Regions from separate parts of the Mus musculus genome. Here all the other regions are linked to region 3. Evidence: chromatin contacts called from public Hi-C, HiCAR-type and promoter capture Hi-C data. All regions are on one chromosome and are shown on one strand. Each heading gives the region's core, a stretch centred on a gene start, on an enhancer-like site or on the middle of the called end of the contact. The rest is flanking DNA. Distances are from core to core; before and after follow the strand shown. Region 1 holds the start of Zfp983 (zinc finger protein 983). Region 2 holds the start of Zfp54 (zinc finger protein 54). Region 3 holds the start of Zfp945 (zinc finger protein 945). Region 4 holds the start of Zfp948 (zinc finger protein 948). Region 5 holds the start of Zfp160 (zinc finger protein 160). Region 6 holds the start of Zfp51 (zinc finger protein 51). Region 7 holds the start of Zfp53 (zinc finger protein 53).

Evidence for each region. Promoter capture Hi-C pulls out the DNA fragments that hold promoters and counts their contacts. A called contact is a pair of places that touch in the nucleus more often than the background predicts. HiCAR-type assays count read pairs that join an accessible place to other places.
Region 1: a contact with region 3 is called in a promoter capture Hi-C map of liver, with 9 times the contacts expected there. The contact joins the promoter of Zfp983 here to the promoter of Zfp945 in region 3. A contact is called at or near these places in 5 of 39 promoter capture datasets (the C10 cell line, hippocampal neurons, liver and 1 more) and 1 of 9 other capture datasets (adipose tissue).
Region 2: a promoter capture Hi-C map of hippocampal neurons shows a contact between it and region 3, with 5 times the contacts expected there. The contact joins the promoter of Zfp54 here to the promoter of Zfp945 in region 3. A contact is called at or near these places in 3 of 39 promoter capture datasets (hippocampal neurons, liver and pre-B cells) and 1 of 115 datasets of contacts at active chromatin or transcription factors (pancreatic cancer cells).
Region 4: a contact with region 3 is called in a promoter capture Hi-C map of liver, with 14 times the contacts expected there. The contact joins the promoter of Zfp948 here to the promoter of Zfp945 in region 3. A contact is called at or near these places in 5 of 39 promoter capture datasets (the 3T3-L1 cell line, hippocampal neurons, liver and 1 more), 2 of 115 datasets of contacts at active chromatin or transcription factors (astrocytes and fibro-adipogenic progenitors) and 1 of 9 other capture datasets (adipose tissue).
Region 5: a promoter capture Hi-C map of hippocampal neurons shows a contact between it and region 3, with 12 times the contacts expected there. The contact joins the promoter of Zfp160 here to the promoter of Zfp945 in region 3. A contact is called at or near these places in 6 of 39 promoter capture datasets (the 3T3-L1 cell line, hippocampal neurons, liver and 2 more), 1 of 484 Hi-C or Micro-C datasets (B cells) and 1 of 9 other capture datasets (liver).
Region 6: a contact with region 3 is called in a Hi-C map of B cells, with 5 read pairs. The contact joins the promoter of Zfp51 here to the promoter of Zfp945 in region 3. A contact is called at or near these places in 1 of 39 promoter capture datasets (hippocampal neurons), 1 of 484 Hi-C or Micro-C datasets (B cells) and 1 of 115 datasets of contacts at active chromatin or transcription factors (astrocytes).
Region 7: a HiCAR-type map of astrocytes shows a contact between it and region 3, with 4 times the contacts expected there. The contact joins the promoter of Zfp53 here to the promoter of Zfp945 in region 3. A contact is called at or near these places in 5 of 39 promoter capture datasets (the 3T3-L1 cell line, hippocampal neurons, liver and 1 more) and 1 of 115 datasets of contacts at active chromatin or transcription factors (astrocytes).

Annotation. Positions count from the first base shown.
Region 1 is chr17:21,649,109-21,652,009 of GRCm38.p6, forward strand. Zfp983 (zinc finger protein 983) reads left to right here and starts at 1,503. Exons shown (of 7, transcript NM_001357098.1): 1 at 1,503-1,764; 2 at 2,695-2,837.
Region 2 is chr17:21,421,908-21,424,818 of GRCm38.p6, forward strand. It overlaps Zfp54 (zinc finger protein 54), which reads left to right and starts at 1,337. Exons shown (of 5, transcript NM_001379357.1): 1 at 1,337-1,410.
Region 3 is chr17:22,865,858-22,868,557 of GRCm38.p6, forward strand. It overlaps Zfp945 (zinc finger protein 945), which reads right to left and starts at 1,277. Exons shown (of 5, transcript NM_001110254.1): 1 at 1,124-1,277.
Region 4 is chr17:21,565,694-21,568,404 of GRCm38.p6, forward strand. Zfp948 (zinc finger protein 948) reads left to right here and starts at 1,285. Exons shown (of 6, transcript NM_001002008.2): 1 at 1,285-1,552.
Region 5 is chr17:21,007,503-21,010,202 of GRCm38.p6, forward strand. It overlaps Zfp160 (zinc finger protein 160), which reads left to right and starts at 1,439. Exons shown (of 5, transcript NM_145483.2): 1 at 1,439-1,484.
Region 6 is chr17:21,449,046-21,451,952 of GRCm38.p6, forward strand. It overlaps Zfp51 (zinc finger protein 51), which reads left to right and starts at 1,329. Exons shown (of 5, transcript NM_009558.4): 1 at 1,329-1,376.
Region 7 is chr17:21,487,692-21,490,533 of GRCm38.p6, forward strand. It overlaps Zfp53 (zinc finger protein 53), which reads left to right and starts at 1,297. Exons shown (of 5, transcript NM_013843.3): 1 at 1,297-1,574.

The DNA of each region.
Region 1 (2,901 bases), core at 253-2,752, 1.2 Mb before region 3:
TTAGCTCTTTCTAAAGCAGATAATGAGTCCAGCATGGTGGCACATGTCTGTAACCTTAGCATGCTAGAGCCAGAGTAGGTTCATCTCAGTGAATTCAAGGCCAACTTATCTTGCAAAACAACAACAAAGTCAACAAAAACAAAAATCCCATAAGATACTGATGCTACCAAGCAATAAATTACAGACTGATGTAATCATTTAAACTGTTGCCTTTAAAAACAGGTTTACATGGCAAAATCCTGTCCTGAATGAATGAATGAATGAATCCTCCCAATCTTTCTATTATTAACTATTTTACACTCACATATACATGTATATACACACAGAATGTGTGTGTGCATTTGTGCGCTCACATCAAATACTGCCCACTCTCATCTCCTACCTCTCCACTATCCTGGTTCACAATTCCAACAGTCACTCTACTGTGTCCATATCTATTCATATTGCTTGTGATCCACTGAGATGAACCAGAGCCATTTGTGAGACTGTGGGTTTGGAGCCTGATGTGTGCTGGACCCTGATATGCTAAAGGCACATCACTCTTCTAGAATCTATGAATCTATCCATAGTCAACATCTGAGAGGTTGTGTGTGCCATTCCCTAACCTACACTGACTGTGGTCTTGTGTGAGGCCAGTGCACATAAAGACAGCTGCTGTTGGTTACTGATTACAATAGTTGTATGGTCTGGAGAATGCTGTGTCGTGTCTTAGCCTTTCCCCTCCTTTTTCCCTTCTTATTTCCTAACCACCTCTTCTTCCTTGGTGGTGTCCCCAGAGGTAGAGATTGATGGTGTAGCTGACGGCTTAAGTTTTACTTATTTTCTCTATCAGGATAGTCAAGAGTCTCTGCACCCATCACTCTATTAAAAAAGGAAGGAAAGAAGGAAGGAAGGAACGACAGAAGGAAGAAATTCTATATTTTCTCTCAAAGGACTTTAAGTATGAGTCATAGAAGGCTAATGTCTTTCTGAGTTAGTGAACTGGCAAGTCTGCCTTCTTGTGGTGAAAGCAGTACACTGCGGGGTGAATTCTGCCTTGGGCTGGTAGCAAAAGCTACCAGATCTCTGACTTAAGTTCTTTAAATGTCTCTCCCTAAGTCAGAATTTCAGTATTTTGGCTTCTCATGTTTGTGTGTTGGGATGGGAGAGCCTGTTGCTGTTTGGTATGAACTATGTAGCCCAGAGGCTGGTTGTCAAGTCCAGGTGTCAGGCTATCTTGGATATAAAGGGTTCAAAACTCACTGTGTGTGTCAAACATTGGGTGCACAGCCTCCTAGCAGGTCCACTTCTCACTTCTGGTCTAGGCTGGCAGCAAGCATGAGGGGAGACTGTTCAGCCTGACATCTGGAGCTGTGTGGAAGGCAGCTTGACACAGAATGGGAGGGAGCTATCTCCGTAAGGCGGGGCCACTTACCCGGAAACAGAGGGTGTGAGGATGTGGCCTGTTGAGGCGGGTGTGTGATGTAGAAAAGTGTTCAGAGTGGGAGGAGTTAGGGGGTGACGTAAACGGAAGCTGGGAACCGGCTGATGAGGCCTGGGTAGTTGTACTGAGAGCCAAAGCCTGAGTGTCAATGACCTGTTCAGGTGCAGAGCAAGCAGGCCTGCACCGTGGGGAATCATGTGGTGCAGACCTGGGGTCAGAACACAGGGTGGACTTCGGGGAAGGTAAAACTCGGGGCTGACGTGGGCGCCGCGCGGGGAATGGTGGGGAAGTCTGCAGTGCAGCAGCTGGACCCGCCTCCCTACCGCCCTGGATCCTCCCAGGTCAGAGAAGCTGAGGGGCTGGGAAAGGGGAGGGAGGGGACCAGGCTGTGATCAGTTTCTCTGCTGTTCCTAAGGAAGCAAGCTCTGAAGTTTTGCTGTGGGTTTCTTCCCTTGTCAACACAATTTTAGGTCATATGAACTGAAGTAATCCTGATTTGTTTTTTATTGTTCACCTGATTGCCAAAATATTCATAGTAGAGTGGTCTAGGAGAATATTTGAATTTATCTTTTGATGCTTGCAAAACAGTTCTCTTTATTTAGGTGAAAAGGACAAAGCTCTTGGAATTTACATTCATCCATGCTAACTCCCTTGTTATACCCGTGAACATACTTGGTGACTTGGCATCTGCTGAGAGCTTTTAGACAGCAGTCATGAAAGGAGTGGCTGCAAATGTAATTGAATCCAAAAGCATATTTTTTTGCGAGTTTCATAGATATGGTTTTAACCATTAACATTTAAAAGTAAACTCTATACCCACCATTACCTTTCCTTCGGAGACATGCACTCCCTGATGTAAATGCAATATTCTGCTATAAATGCACCAGGCTTGTTGGCATGCATCTTTAATCCCAGCATGGGGGAGGGAGGACAGAGGCAGGCAGATCAAAGAGTTGGAGACCAGCCTGGTCTGCTTGGTGAGGTCAGGATAGCCAGAGCTACATGATGAGCTCCTGTCTCAACAACAACAAAAAACAAAAGGACAGAAAGAAAGAAAGAAAGAAAAGAAAATCGTGTTTTTGTGCTGAGTTCCTAGAACCTGGAAAGGCACAGTAGGCTATTTGAGGGTATAGGTCACAGTATTTTCACAGTTTGCGCATTATAAACCAGGTGGTATTGGCACACGCCTTTAATCCCTACATTTGGGACTAAAGGTGTGCACCAGGACAAGGACTTAAACTGCTGTTTTGTATTTTGTGGTCATTTCTCAGCCACTGGTGTGACTGTGGACTTCCAGAAGAACAGGCAGTGTCAGGACCCTTCTGGGAAGGCCTTGTTGCAGAATTTCAGCACTCTGGTTTGTGTGGGTGAGAACAGTTTGCTTCCAGCCTCCCTTGTTCCTCCTCAGGAAGAGGCAAGTTATTCTGCAATTGTGAGATCTTTGACAGTGTAAAGCTTCCATCCTTTTTTAGTCCATA
Region 2 (2,911 bases), core at 87-2,586, 1.4 Mb before region 3:
TTACAATAAATCCCCTTAATGTATATAGAGATATTCCATAAGTTATGTGACTCTAGAGAATCCTAACTAAGACACAAGTTGGTACCAGGATTGGTTCTAGAGGAGCAGAAGTATAAGAATGAATGTCTTAAGAATCTGGAATCCGTTTAATAATTTGTCAGCATCTTCTAATTCACTAGGCACCTTCAACTCCTGAAATTTCTCCAGATACTTTCTCCCCTGGGAGCTTGGAGAATATAGGAGGCCAGTGGTGGAAACTATATGCAAATGCCTTTGATTATCTTGATTCATCAACTGTGACTGGTGTGAATTAGGTGACCCTGTACACGAAGTTTTCTACAATTTGGAGGGAAATAAGAAAACTGATTTGCCTGGCTTGTTGCTCTTAGTATCTCTGGACAAAAACTGGCGAGAGGGGCAACAGCACATTTGAAGAGTTTTGTTCTTGCCCTTTTCCTTGTGCCAGACCTTAGGGTTGGAGATACTGCTACTCAATTGAATGAATTAAATGTAATGGATTTAATTTTGCCCCAAGGTAACAAAGGCCAGGTGGCAGCATCGAATCACCAGAGACAAGGTGATCATAGTTATTATAGTGGGCAATGTAGACAAAACATTCATAATGACCTACCCCATAATGATCACAACTCTGCATTGTGATTACTGTAGTTTTTTACAGTGGTCTCTGTAGTAGAGAAAAGTTTCTTGATAAGGGGTGAAGACTAAGCTTATTCGTGGGCAGGAGAGAAAATGTTTAGTTTATTCTTTGGGATTATGCTGGGTTAGTACAGTCTGTTTTATCTCAAAGCACTTTTATCTTGAGTCACAGAAGACAAACTCCTCTCTGAATTAGGAAAATGGCAAGACCACCATCTAGTGGTGAAAGCCATGCAGCTCAAGATAAATTCACTGACTTCTTGAGACACCTATTTCTTTTCAAAATCCAAGTTCTTTAAATGTCTCTCCGCAAGTCAAATTTTCAGGATTTGGTTTTGACTTGTCATTTTTGTGTGTTGGGATTGTTTGGGATAAGTTTGTCGCTCACGGGCTGGTAGTCAAGTCGAGGTGTAAGGCTATCTTTTATCTGAAGGGTTCAGAACTCAGTATGGTGGTCAGATATCCGGGTGCAGCGTCCTGTCAGATCCAGTTCTAGTCTACGCTGACAGCAAACTTGTGGGGAGTCTGTGGAGAGCGGGTTCAGAGAAGCTTGACAGCTGGAACTGTGTGGACCGCAGCCTGAGACTGATAGGGAGGGACCTGTCTCCGGGGGGGTGGGGCCACTCACCGGAAACAGCCGTTGGGGACAGTATATGGGTGTGGAGGAAGTGTGTTGTGTGGAGGAAGTGTGTTGAATGGAGCTGGGATTAGAGGAGTGGCGTGATAGCTGGGACTGTTCTTTAGTGAACCTAGGTAAGTTGACTGAGGAGCCAAACCCAAAAGTGGCAAGGACGTCTTCCTCGAGGAACTCGCTGGCATGCACCGTGGAGAATCTTGTGATGCAGACCTGGAGTCAGAGGATACAAGAAGGGTTTCAAGGGGACGCAAAAAACTACCCTGAGCCTCAGGTGCCGCGCGGGGCATCCTGGGAGAGTCAGCAGGCAGCAGCCCAACCGGTGGAACCACAGCCCAGTGGGGGAGGGCTGTAACCTACCAGGTTAGAGGAGCTAAGGGGCTGGGAAAGGGAAGGAATCAGACAGGGGTGAGATATTTCCTCGGCTACTCATAAAAATGACAGCTCTCAAAATTCTGCTCTTCATGTCTTGCCCTTGCCCATAGATTTTAGACCATACTAAGTTGATGAATACTGATTTTTTTTCCATTTATTCTCTTGGCAAATTTTTCTTATAGAAGTACTCTAGTGGAGTATTTGAAACTATCTGTTAATATTGGCAAACGTGTTTGGTTTGGTTGTTGTTTTTGTTTTGTTCTTGTTATTTTGCTATGATAGAAAGGACAACGCTCCTGAAATTTACATTAGTCCACACTAATTTCTTTGTATACCTGGGAACTTGGCACCTACGGAGAGGTTTTAACTATCAGTAATGAAAGGAACATGTAAGGAATTTTTAAGAGCAAGGGCATCTTTGCAGTCAGGAGCAAAAGCAATACAACAAAGTCACACCACACAACAAACATCGTGCAAGAGATATATTGCAGATAAACAGAATGGCAGCTACTCTGAAAGGGAAGAGAGTTGGAAGGCTAGGCAGAGGGATGGGTGTTTATAGTGTCTTTGGAGCATGTGAAATGACGTACTGGAAAAGAACAGTGGGTCCTGAAGTATTGCTTGGTCATTAAAGCTGGAACAATGTAATCTGTTAACACTGAGTAATGAAGGGATTTCCAGGTTTTAAGGCCCTGGAGGCACTGAAATGACTAGCCTCCCCTCCTACCCCAGCATCATCCCCAGGTTTCTCTTAGGGCCATAACTGCCATTTCCAGCCCCTTGGGTCAGAAAGTGGCCAAGCTGCTGTCCTAAAGAGAAAGAGAGAGAGAGAGAAAAAAAAAGTCCATGATCAAGCTACAAAGGCTTCCATCATTTTCAGTTCATGATAAGTTCAGAACTTTATTAGTGTATATTATTCTCATTCCAATCATCCAGTTTCATTTCTACCCATAAGTTTTCAAGAAGCTGTGATTGGAAGTGAGGTTCACGCTAGACTAACTGAAAATGTTTTCTAAATATTTTTCAATATTCTGACACTGAATGGCATTTGGGGGATCATTGTACAGTCTTCAGTTTTGTTCCTCTTTATTGACTGAGCACAGTACTGTGCTAGGAATCCAAGTACAGGCTCACTGATCATCCAGATCAGCTCACCTGTGGAACAGAACACAGACCTGGAAGGTGGACAGGGAGGAGACAGTAGCTAAGGATCCAGGTATGTTGGGGGATTGGTCAAGGGAAGGC
Region 3 (2,700 bases), core at 27-2,526:
TTCCACAGCATGCATGCTGGTCTGGCCTTGTTAGATATCAAAGGAGCTTAGGAAAAATGGCTAACTGAGGTGCCTATTAATATATCATAGTGGACATCTTTGGATAACTGTTTCCTTGGCACCTGTTTCCTCTCTTGGGAGCCTCCTATTCCCTAACTCCCCCTTTCAACCCCCCAAGTCACGGCCAGGTTAAGTTTGGACCCTTCCAGATACCTCTGTTCTCTCATACTGTGAAGCCCAAAATTAACATGTAAGCACTACCTACCCAAGAACCAAATAACTTCCTAAAATGCTGGGAGTTGTAGTTCTTGGAAAAGTAACAAACTCTCATGGGAATGTATGCAGGTTTGTCTTTATAAACTCCTGTAGCATGAGGCCAAAGTCCATAGCTTGGTCAGTATTTAATATTTAATAATACTTGCCCAAATGGTGGTACTGATTTGTCTCAGGCAAATCTCAGGATTAACATAACTTACAATAAATTTTCTCCTCAACCATACCTTAGAGCAGTCACGTCCTCAGTTTTCAGTTGTAACTCAACATATAAAGACACATTTCTGACTGCAGTATTTACATCACAGAGTGTGCACATCTAAGATGGAAACCAAAACCAAAACCAAAGCAAAACGGGGAGTAAAGCTTTGCCCAGTAATATTTAAAGTTCACAGCTCTAACTATGGTGCTTAGTCATGTATATTTTCTGACTCAATCAAATCTCAACTGGTTCTTCAGATGACTAATATCTGCAAAACTCTCCGAGGATGCCCATTCTCCGGGCCAATGGCCACTCTCTTGAATAGGAAATGGTGGAACAGGGGTGTTAAGAAAGCATGAGTGAATTTGAATTCGAGGAGCTTTGTAACTGCTGGAGCAAAGAGAGCTCTGCGTGCGAACTGCAGATTCTGCAAATGCTCTACGAGATTATTTTCGGAAAATATTCTGGCAACCATAAGATAAACGAAAACATCACGATAAACCCCCAGTTCATAGGATCTCAAACTTCCCGACAACGCTAAGATAACCATGGCAGAATTATGAAAGCGGCGTCCTTAAGAGCCGCGGAGGAAAACACACCCCTGCTTCTCCGCTCCCACCCTTTTCCCAGCCCCCCAGCCCCTCTGACCTGGGAGGTTCCCGCTGCCGGGCTGCTGACGCTTCCAAAATGCTCCCAGAGGCACCTGAGTCTTAAGGAAGTTTTCGGGTACCCTAATACACGGCCGGGTTCTTCCAACCCCACTTCCAGACCGTGCGGCTCCCTGAGTTCTTCAGGGAAAGGTGGAATTTCCTGTCACTCACGCTTGTTTTCTTAGAGAAGCTCCTCCTGTACCCGCCCAACATAGCCCACTTCCGGTTATGCGATTCCTTTAAACCCGCTTACTATAGGCCTGTTTTACTTTAATTTACTTTACTTCCCAGCTGGTTTTGTTTTGCCCCACCCCCACCCCCCTAAATCATCTGCTCAGACAGGGGTGTCCACCCATCAGGAACAGCTCCTCCCACTCAGTTTTGGGCAGCCTGCCACACAGCTCCAGCTGCCAGACCTGGACTTGCTCTTTGCTCTCATCATCCCCTATACTTGTTGCCAGGCTTGACCAGAATTGGATCAAATAGGATGATGCACCCAGTATCTGACCTCCAACATGGGTTCTGATCCCATCAGATATGTTATTCTAACTTCCCCTCCTTGGAATACCAGCACACACACACACACACACACACACACACACACAGAGGAGTAAATTCTGATGCTCACTCAGATCCTTTTCCCAAAACAAAATAAAACAAAAATTGAACGTTGTTGCCTCTAAACACTAATCATATCTGTATCCCCTAAGGAAAGGAGCTTAAATATCCAATATACAGAACTGAAAACCAGAGTCATGTTCAAGAAGGTCAAAGTTTGTAAAGTATGTTAATAAACTCAAAATAGGAACAAAATGGTTGTGGGCAACAAAACAATAGCAAATGCCTGAAGGAAGTAGTGACAATATAGAATATGCAAACTGAATTTAATAAGTAGTGCACACTGTAATTCCCCACTCCCTACAATTCTGGCCCATACTTCCAACTAATCTCCTTCTCTCTCTCTCTCTCTCTCACTCTCTCTCTCTCTCTCTTTCTCATATTCATTTCGATTCATTTTGTTTTGTGACCCATCATGATTAATCAGGATCATCTGTGAGACACTGGTTTTGGAACTATGTTTTGGAACCTGCTGGTCTCAGCAGATGAGACACAACTAAGCACAGTGATTTCCCCTTCTCCTAAAACTGACTTATTGCCACAGTCAGGGTGGGGTCCTGTGACCCTCTCCTCTTTGGAGACTGATTGTAGCTAGGGTTAGTCTTGAGTGAGGTCAGTGCAGGTAAATACAGGTGCTCTGAGTCACTGACTACAATAGTTGTATGGAATCTGGAGAATGACATGTTATGGCCATCTCATCTTTTCTCCTTACTTCTTTCTCCTTCCTCTTCCTTAATATTCCCAGAGCTATAGATGGCATGATGTAACTGACTTGTTTATGATTGTGCCCATATACATTGCTTATTTTCTGCATATTTGACAGCCTCATCTTTCTGCATTATCACTGAATTTTCATACGGAATTTTTGTCCTTTAAGGAAAGGAAGGAAGGAAGGAAAGAAGGAAGGAAGGAAGGAAGGAAGGAAGGAAGGAAGGAAGGAAGGAAGAGAGAAATAGC
Region 4 (2,711 bases), core at 35-2,534, 1.3 Mb before region 3:
CTTAGCACCAGCTTTTAAACACAGGTACACACAGAGAAACTCTGTCTATAATGAATGGATGAATAAATACCCCCCCCCCTTTTCTATTATTAGATATATCACAAACACAGACACACACACATGACAGCATTGTGTGTTTCTGTGCCCACTTCAAATACTGCCACTCTCACCTCCTACCTCTTCACTATGGTCCACAGTTCCAACAGTCACTCTACTGTGTTCATCTCCATTCATTTTTGCCTGGGATCACTGAGATGAACCAGAGTCATTTGTGAGACCTTGCTGGAGTCTGATGTGCTCAGTATAGGATGACAACTAAAGGCAGTGATTCTTCTACACTCTATCCATAGCCAACATATAGAGAGCTGTTCCACTTCCTAGACTGACTGTGGTCTTGTGTGAGGCCAGTGCAGGGAAGGACAGTTGCTGTTGGTTACTGATTACAATAGTTGTATGGGATCTAGAGGATGGTGTGTCTTAGCCCTTTTCCCTCTTTCCCTTATTTCCTAACCTACTCTTCTTCCTCAGTGTTCCCAGAGCTGGAGTTGTTATAGAGTAACAGACTTTTTTATGACTAGAACCACGTACTTTACTTTTTTTTTTTTTTTTTTTTTTTTGCGACTGGGCTAGCCAAGAGTCTGCATCCACCAGAAATCTGTCATGAGAAAAGAGCCTCGTGAATGACTCACAGAAGACAAATGCCTTTCTGAGTTAGTAAAATGACATCTAGTGGTGAAAGCAGTACAGTGCGGGATGACTTCAGCCCTATGCTGATGACAAAACGATGACTACTGACTTCTTTAGACACCTTTCTTTTTTTTTTTCAAAATCCAAGTTCTTTGAATGTCTGTACCATAGTCAAATTTTCAGAATTTGGTATTGGCTTCCTATGTTTGTGTGTTGGGAATGGGACTCTGGCTTCTCAAGTTAGCCTGTTATTGTTTGGTATGAAGTATGTGTCCTAGAGGCTAGTTTTAGGCTATTTTGCATCTAAAGGATTCAGTACCCAGGATGGGGATCAGATACCGGGGTGCAGCGTCCTATTAGGCCCAGTTCTGGTCTAGGCAGACAGTGGCCACTGGGAGGCTGTGCATAGCGGGTCCGAAGCAGCCTGACAGCTGGAGCTGTATGGCAGGAAGCCTGAGACAAAGTGGGAGGGACGTGTTCGCGGGGCAGGGATATTCACCCAGAAACATGGTGGAAGGTTGTTAGACATTAGGTGGGGGTGGAAAACATAGTGTTCCGAGTGGGAGGAGTATTCCCAGTGGGAGGAGTTAGGGCAGTGACGTGAACGGAAGCTGGAAACTGGGTGTGGGAGGCTGGAAACGTGGGACGAAGAACCAGAAGTGTCAAGGACCTGTCAGGTCCAGAGCTCGCGGCCCTGCCCCGTGGGGAATCGCGTGGTTCAGACCTGGGGTCAGAGGACACAGAGGACTTCGTGGGAAGCTAAAACTCCAGGCAGCCGCGGGTGCCTTGCGGGGCATCCTGGAGGAATCAGCAATCAGTCGCAAAGCGGCGAGAACCGGAGCCAGGCGGCCCTGGAACCGCCCAGGTCAGAGGAGCTGTGGGGTTGGAAAAGGGCGGGAAGGGAACAGGGTGTGATCGGTTTGTCTTCTGCTTCTAAGGAACCTGGCTCGGGAATTCTGCTGTAGATGTCTTTCTTCCCTTGTCGAGAACTTTTAGCTCACATAAATCGGACTAATCCTGTTTTTTTTTTTTTTTTTTTTTAAATTGACTTCTGAATGCCAAATGTTCCTATTAGAATACTGTAGTAGAATATTTGAATTTATGTATTGATTTTTGAAAACCAATTCTGTTTGTTCAGGTTAAAAGGAAAAAGCTCTTGAAATTTACATTCATTCACTCTAACTGGCCTGTTTTACCAGGAGACTTACAGTGACTTGGCATCCCCGGATATCTTTTAGATACTATATATAAAGGAGTGGTTGCAAATAATCTGAAAGAATATTTTATTTTTGCAAATTACATAGGTATGGTTGTGAACATTAACATTTATAAGTAAACTTTTATTTCTCATTATTAATTTATTTACTTTACACTTCTATCGCAAACACCACCCCTCCCCCCACTTCCTCTCCTCCCAGTCCATTCCTCCTGCTTCTCCTCCACCAATTTCCTCCTCCATTTCTCCTCAGAGAAGGGGAGGAGTCCAGTGGCTCAGCCAGTCTAGTTGCAGTAGGACTAGGCTTATCTACCATTGAGGCTAGACAAGACTGCCCAGTTGGAAAAGGAATCCAAAGGCAGACAACAGAGTCAGAGACAGGCTCTGCTCCAGTTGTTACAGGGCCCACATGACAACTAAGCTGCACATCTGTTACAGTTCACAGTTAGAAAGGACATTATAAGCACAAATCTTTAATCCCTATCTTGGGAAACAGGCAGGTAGGTCTAGAAGATCCTTGTCATCCTGGTATACAGACATGGTTTAAGGACAGTCAGGGCTATGGAGAAATCCCGTCTATTGGAAACGGGAGAAGAAAAATGAAAACACGAATGAAACGTATTGTTGTAAACTATAAAACTATAAAGCGTCTTTTGAAAAATTAACTCTTCTATATTAGAAAAATGTCAATAGTAGTCTTTTGTCTCCTTTCTAGTAAAGGACTCTATGGACATACAACCAAACTGTAATTTTTTAGTTCTTTTGTTTGCTGTGTTTGATCCCTGAGCCCATTCTGTTGCTACATCTG
Region 5 (2,700 bases), core at 189-2,688, 1.9 Mb before region 3:
GCCAGTACAGGACCCTAGGCACATATTCATGAGATAAAAGAATCCTTATGGAAATGGTTCACCTTCTAGTGGTTCTCAAGAGCAATACCATATTTTAAATATCTTTGTTTCCTCTTCTCTTTTTCTTACCTCTGCTTCAGATTTAGGGGGGCAACCTGCCCAAGGACATGGCATTTTGAAGGACATTTGCAGAGAGGATGTCCAGACTCTGAGCAACTGCTTTCAATAGGATGAATAGCAAATGACTTTCTACTAACATAATGCATATATTAAAATGTTCAGCAGGAAGTAGTAGGGATCATGAGACAGTAGTGTAGGGTGAAATGATTACTATTCATTATATATTTAAAAGTATGTATCTGAAAGTACTTTGCAATGGTGAAGTACCAGGGAAACTCAGTGCATCTCATTATTCTATACTGGTGATAGTTTGTTGAATTCTATGTGTACTTCCTTTGGAAATGTTTGATGAACTGTAGATATGCTACATGGTGGAAATGAGAAGAAATATTTTTCATTAGCCATTCCTCAAATTATTCCCGCTGACCTTTGACAGTTACATCTGCAGACTGCTGTCACAAACATCCTTTAGAACACATGTACTTGTATGCAAGAGTTTGTTTCTATTTAAAGTAGATACAGTAAGAACTTTCAATGAGAATGCCAAAATAGCTTATATGCTGTTTCAAACTTTCAAGCCAAAAAGCACTTAAAATATTTTTAAATTGTTATTTTTATTACAAAGAGAAAAGTTGGCACTTAAAAAAAGAATCGATCTTCAATGCCAATCGTTCATGACCTTTGTGAATGCAATTCTCTTTTGTAACAGAAAATATAACTTTTAAAATAGGTAATTGTTTTTATATATAAAACTCTTCGAATTAAAAATAAAATCAATGCTTGCTTATATTCACCATCGTCCCCGACTCTCCTACCTATGCATGGTTACTGATTGACAATGCTCAGGAGCCCTGCTCCTTAGAGCTAGGAACCTGTGGGAGAATAAGGAGGGACTGAGAACTGTGCACCAAGAACACAACCTACTCTGAATCCCCTTGTAGAGCCAGACCCATGCCCACTTGTACTTGAGCACTATCCTACTCTCCAATGCATCCCCACACTCCCTTCTAGTCCATTATTTGGTTTGACCCTCCACCCCCACCCCGCTGTTTTCCGAAACAGTTCTAAGCCCTCACCACGCCATTCTCAGCATTCAGGTCCTCTCTAGCCCATAAACATTTCTTTAAATACTGTCCCCTCCAAGCAACAGTTTCCTGTTCCAAGTCCCACTAGCACGCAGTGGCCAGCATGCCCTAAAATTTCCTTCTCAGAGCAGCTTCCTTTCTAGGTACCGCCCCTTGTTAGCGTCAATCACTTGTTCTCTGGTCCCGCCTTATTTTACCCCGGATCTGACCGCGAATGCTGAATGCACTCCTGCGCAGCGACCCGGAAGCGGTTTTGCTCTGCATAAATTTTGTAGCTGGGTGAGTTTTCCCAGATTCTTTAGGCCGGTTGCTGGCACTCAGAACCCGGACCTCTGCCCTGGAGTCCCCATCTTGTGTGCAAAGCTCCACTCGGTGACGCGGAGAGCTGCGAGACTGAGGAAGTAGGAACGTGGGAGAGAGAGATGGCAGCGGAGCCAGGGGAGGGGATGGAGCCAGGAAGGAGCGGGGGCACGGATTCAAAAGCTTCAGCGGTCGGGGAGGAGACATGACTATCGTTTGTGCGGGCAGTGCCAGGTGATGCGGTACTAGAGAGTGCCGCGGGTGACAGAATAGCAGAGGAGCAGCTTGCCGCGGCGCCTGGTGGAAAGGAAAAAGAAAGCAGGGTCTGGAGATGCTGGCAAGAGTGGAGAGGAGGGTGAGAGAACAGCTAAACTGCCATAATGTGTGACAGAAAGAAAAGCAGGCGATGGAAGCGAAAGGGAAAGTATCTGGGGAGAACTTCCAAGACCAAGTTCTCAGACCAAGTTCTCAGCACAAAGATTTATTTGTCTTAGAGGTACAGAAGGCCCGGATAAAGGTCAGAGACAGGAGATAGAGGAAGAAGGGGAAGGGAACAAAGAAGAGGGCAGAAAGGGGCAAGAGAGAGGGGTTAGGAGTATTTGTCCAGAAGTGGGACAAATGACTGTTTCTAGATAGAGAGGAGACAGATGTGACCCATAGGCAAATGGCGGCTTATAGAGGTAAAATGAGAATCCCCTTATTAGGACGAGGTGTTTAGCTGGCACATTAATTAGGTGAGCCAGAGGTGCCTTTCGGTTGCCAGACTTCAATGCTTTGATAGCTGGGCCTTCATAGTAAGTGTCAGGAGGAGGAATTGGCCAAATAAAGGAATAGACTTTGGGTGTAGCTTTAGGAATGTAATCTGAGAGTTTTTAGCAAGGCAGAGAGAGGAAAGGGGCAAGGCCTACCAGAGTCATGGTCACCATGCTGGAGCTGGCAAAGTCCCTTCAGAAAGTGTGAATAAGATAGTGCAGAATGAGGGAGGGGCAGGCTGGATAAAGCAGAAGTTGATGGAATAGTAAGGTTATTATTACTGAGCTTGTCTTTGTTGTTGAAATAAAAAAACCCTTAATTTTTGTTTGAATTTTAGTGGTATGGAAGAGAGTTGCAAAACTTGATCTGATGGGCATTAACTGGTATTGTGTTAGGCATGGTGGCACAGATCAGTAATGCCAGCATGTGGGAAGAAAGCTGG
Region 6 (2,907 bases), core at 79-2,578, 1.4 Mb before region 3:
TTGCCCAATATTTTGGTATACTTTTGATATAAAGTACATATTCCACTCCTAAAACTCTGCTCTTCTGATTTACAATTCCAACAAACCTCTCGATTGTGTTCATCTCTATTCATATTGCCAGGGACCCAGTAAGATAGGAGCTATGTGTTGGAGCCTGATGTGCTCAGCACAAGATGACAACTAAAGGTAGTGATTATTCTCCTACAATCTATCCATAGCCAACCTCTGGGAGGTAAAGTGAGCTGTTCCAGTTCCTAGAATGACTGTGGTCTTGTGTGAGGCCAGTGAACATAAAGACAGCTGCTGTTGGTTACTGATTACAATAATTGTATGGAGTCTAGAGAATAGTGTGTCTTAGCCCATCCTCTCCTCTTTTCCTTCTTATATCCTAACCACCTCTTCTTTGGTGTTCACCAAGCTAGATGAACTAACTAGTAACTGACTATATTAAGACTAGAACCATATACCTTATTTTTTGCATCTGTGCAAGTTAAGGTCTCTGCATTCAACACTCCAGAAAAAAGGGAGGGAGGGAGGGAGGGAGGAAGAGAGAAAGAGATAAATAGATAAATAAATAAATAAATAAATAGAGGGGTGGAAGGAAGGGAGGAGAGAAGGAAGGAAGGAAGGAAGGAAGGAAGGAAGGAAGAAAGAAAGAAAGAAAGAAAGAAAGAAAGAAAGAAAGAAAGAAAGAAAGAAAGAAAGAAAGAAAGAAAGAAAGAAAGAATTGGTTTTTCTCACTTTAAGCATAAATCACAAGACTAACTCCTTTCTGAGTTAGTAAAATGACAGACCGCCATCTAGTGGTAACATCAGTACAGCACAGGATGAATTCGGCCCTGGGCGGATAGCAAAGAGCCACTGAATTCTTGAGACACCTATTTCTTTTCAAATTCCAAGTTCTTTAAAAGTCTCTCCCAAGTCAAAATTTTAGGATTTGCTTTTGGCTTCTCATGTTTGTGTTTTGGGGATGGGACTTGGGCTTCTGAATTTAGCCTGTGTTGTTGTTGTTTGGTACAAAGTATGTATTCCAGCGGCTGGAAGTCCAGGAGGTGTTAGGCTTCCGGTCATTTATCTAAATGGTTCTGAACTCACTATGGGGGTCAGATATCGGGGTGCAAAGTCCTACCAGATCCACTTCTGGTCTAGCTAGCAGCAAGCATGAGGGGAGGCTGGGCGAGCTGACAGCTGGGCCTGTGTGGAAGGCAGCCAGAGACAAAGTGGGAGGGACGGGTCTCCGCGGGGCAGGGCCACTCACCCGGAAACGGAGGGTGCAAGCACATTGGACGTTACCAGGAAGTGTAGAAAAGTGTTGAGTGGGAGGAGTTAGAGGAGTGACGTGAGCGGAAGCTGGGAAACTAGGTGAGTGAAGCCAGGTAAGTTGAGAACCAAAGCCAAAAGTGTTAACGACCTGTTCACGTCCAGAGCTCACGGCCCTGCACCGTAGGGAATCGCGTAGTGTAGACCTGGGATAGCAGAACGGGGAGGAATTTAGGGGAAGGTAAAACGCCGGCCAGCCGTGTGCCGCGCGGGGCATCTTGGGAGAGTCAGCAGCACAGCAGCTGGAACCATAGCTCAGAAACCTCCCAAGTCAAAGGAGCTACGGGGCTGGGAAGGGGCCGGAAGAGAGCAGGGCGTGATCAGTTTTTCTGGTGTTCATAAGTAAGCTGGCTCGATATATTTTAGTGCATATAAACTGAAATAATCCTGATGTGTTTTTCATTGACCAAATGATTGCCAAAATATTCAAAATAGTAGAATAGTAGAATATTTTAGTTTATCTACTGAAGTTTGCAAACCAGTTCTCTTTGTTGAGATAAAGGATAAAGCTCTTTAAATTTACTTACATCCATGCTAACTCCACTGTTATACCCAGGACATACTTGGTGACTTAACATCCCCAGAGAGCTTTTAGCTATTACTCATGAAAGGAATGGCTGGAAATGTAACTGAATCTCAGCGTATATTTGTTGCGAGTTTCGTAGATATAGTTGTAAATATAACTAGAAGTGATTGTCATCACTTCTTCCTCTCCTTCTAGTCTCTCACTCCTCCACTACCTTCCTCCCCCTATCCTACACCTTCCTCTCTTTATCCTCAGAGAAGGGAAAGCCTCCTGTGGATATCCACCCTCCTTGGCATATCAAGATGCAGTGGGATTAGGCACTGCACTGAGGCTATTGAGGCTAGACAAGGCAGCCCAGTTAGGGAAAGGGGATCCAAAGGCAGTCAACAGAGTCAGAGACAGCCTCTGCTCCAGTTGTTAGGGGACCAACATGATAACCAAGTTGCACATCTGCTACAGTTCACAGTTAGAAAGGACATTATAAACCAGTTTTTAATCCTTTAATCCCTGTATCCTATAACCCTTTAATCCTTTAATCACAAGCCTTTAATGCCTACACTTAGGAAACTGAGGCAATTGGATCTGGGAGTTCCTTGCCACCCTGGTACATAAAGGGAGTTTAAGGACAGCTAGAACCACAGAGAAATGTCAGTGGGAAGAGGGAGAAGGAAAAGGAAAAAAGAAATAAAACAGAAAAGGTATTATATTGTATATGATGGTACTATAAATCATCTTTCAAATAATTACTTTAGCTCTTCTATATCAGAAAAAAGACAGCAAAAGTATTTTGTCTCCTTAGTTCTAGAAAACCACTTTGTCCATGAACACAAACTGTTTTTTGGTTTGGTTTGGTTTAGTTTGGCTTAGTTCCTGTGTTTGTTTTGTCTGTGGCTTGAACCCATTGTGTCCCTCTGTCTGGCCCAGAACTCATCCTGTCATGTAGACTAGGCTGGACTGGAAGTCACTGAGTTACACCTGACTCTGTTTCCTGAGTGCTAGCGTTAAAGGTGTGCACCAGGACCACTATTCAAACTGTTGTTTTGTATTTTGTGGTCAGTTCA
Region 7 (2,842 bases), core at 47-2,546, 1.4 Mb before region 3:
ATTCATATTACATCCTTCATTTTCTTCTCAGTGGAGGATACACTGATACCCTTCTGGTAAATGATCTCAGGAGTCATTGTAGAGAGTTGACTTGAGAATAACTGTAAAAGGAAAGTTAAGAAACACAACAGTGTGTGGAACTCAGACAATGGAGGAAAGAAATAAGCAATAGCTGTCCACTGCAGACCTGCCTCAAATCATCTAGAAACTCTGACATCTGGCAGAATATTTGCTTTACATCAATAACTTTTGAAGAATCTAGTGATTCTATCTCTCTCTCTCTCTCTCTCTCTCTCTCTCTTTTTCCCCCCACCCCCCGGAAAGAAAGAAAAGGCCTTTGATGTTTTAAATGGAGCCTTTAATATTACAAAGTCTGGGTCATCAAAACAGTAATCTTCATTATGGTACATTAGTTTACCCAAGTATTGTGAATCTGAGTGCATTAAATTCTTCTTCATCAATTTCTGAGAAAAAATATTTAAAAACAGAAACATGTACTCTGAGTTGCACCCTAAAGCTGATTACTGATTTCTCAATTATTTGTTTCATCTTGGTTTTTCTGAAAATCCATGCAATTATAGTATAAGAAAATGTTAACTCCCCAGAGGTCTACTTACAAATCACAACTGTGTAAGTAATGGAAACATAAAGTTAAGAAACTTGCAAAAGCTTTTAATGAAGTTTAAATCTTAAAACACCGCAATTTATATTAAACTAAAATTATGCAAAGGTAACTGGGGACCACTGATGTGGTTCATAGACATCATAGGCGGGTAGGACTTTTCAATGGCTTCTTCCTTTAAGCTGTTTATCAGGTAGGATTTTTCTTTATTTTAAAACGAAGACTATGTTCCACGTTCCTGAAAAGTCTCTCCCCAAATCAAAATTGCAGTATATGGTTTTGAGTTCTCACGTTTGCATTTTAATAGATGGCATTCTGGCATCTGAATTTAGCCTGTTTTGCTCTTTGGTATATATTATATGGCCCAGAGGCTCATAGTCCAATGGGGGTGTTAGGATGCCTATTTTGTATCTGACGGGTTCAGAACTCACTATGGGGGTCAGATACCGGGATGCTGCGTCATATCAGATCCAGTTCTGGTCCAGGCTCGCAACAAGCAGGTGGGAAGACCGTGCAGATCAAGGCCAGGTCAGCCTTACAGCTGGATCTGTGGGAGGAAGCCTGAGACCGAGTGGGAGGGACTGATTTCCGTGGGGCGGAGCCACTCACCCGGAAGCAGAGGATGGGAGGATGTTACACATTGGCTGGGTGTAGAGGAAGGGTGTGGAGTGGGCGAGTTTAGAGGAGTGACCAGCAGGGATACTGAGATGCAATGTGTGTGAGCCTAAGGAATTGAGGCTAAATAGTCAGAGCCTAAAGTGTTAAGAACGCGTTTCCGGCCTAGGGTCTGCACTGTGTGGAGTCGCGTGGTGCAGACTTGCCTGCAGAGCACACGGCCGGGGTCTCGCGGGACCCGTGAACCCCCAAAGCTACAGGTGCCAGGCGGGGCGTCCTGGGAGAGTCAGCAGCGCCGCGGCGGGAACAGCAGCCTGGCGGCCCTGGAACCTTCCAGGTCAGAGGAGCTGCGGGGCTGCAGAACGGGCGGGAGTGGAGCAGAGCATGATCAATGTCTCCGCAACTCATAAAGATGACAGCTCTCAAAACTGTGCTGTTGGATGTCTTACCCTCGTCGATACATTTTTCAATAATATTGACTGAATAGTGCTATTTTTAATTGATCTTCTACCCTCCACATATTCTCCTACGAATAACCTAGTAGAACATTTAAATTTATCGGTTGATATTTGCAAACGCGGTTCTCTTTGCTATGGTGGAAAGGACAAAGCTCTTGAGATTTTCGATTATCCATACTAACTTCCGTGTGCTACCACTTCCTTATTCAAGAGAGTGGCATATGGACCTAGGGACTATGATTCCATGAAAGCTTCTAGATATTAGTCATGAAAGGAACACCTGCAAATTTAATTAAGAGTACAATTTGTTGTGAGTTCCACAGGTATGGATGTAAACATTAACTTTTAAAAGTCAACGTTTTATCCACCATTAATTTTTCATCTAAAACTCTGTGTATTCACTCTGTGATGTAAATATAGCGTTGTGAAAAGGGTGCCGCCAGGCTTGGTGACACTCATCTTTTATCTCAGCAGTCAGGAGACAAAGACAGATGGATCTCACTGAGTTTGTAGGCCAACCTGATCTACATCGTGAGTTCCAGGACTACCACAGCTACATTGTGAGACCCTGTCTCCAAAAACTTAAATATAAATACAACAACAAGACAAACAAGGGGAAGGAAGAAGGAAGGATGGATAAGAGGGAGGGAAGGAGAGAAAAAAAGTAAGGAAGGCAGGCAAGTCAGACAAAAAAAATTTTTTTTTGTCTTCTTCTGAGTTCTTAATGTTGCAAATTAGAGCCTGGAAAATCACAGTATGCTGTTTGAGGGAATCAGGCTACAGGGTTTTCACAGTTAGACAGCATTTGGTGGTGGTACACACCTATATTCCCAACACTCCAGAGGCAGAGGCAGGTGGAGTTCTTTGCCAGCCTGGTCTACAGAATGAGTTTAAGGAAACCCAAGGCTGCACAGAGAAACCCAGTTTTGCAGCAAAAAGAAAGAGACAGAGAGAATGAAACAAAATTAAAAGGCATTAATTATAGTATATGACAATATTAGAAATAATCTTGTGAATAATTATAACTCATCTACATCAGAAAATATCTGCAATCTTGTTTTGTTAATGGTTCAAGAAAAGCATTCTGCCCATGGACACATGACTAAACTGTTATGGAAAAGTCACCATTGTAGACCAGGCTGGACTG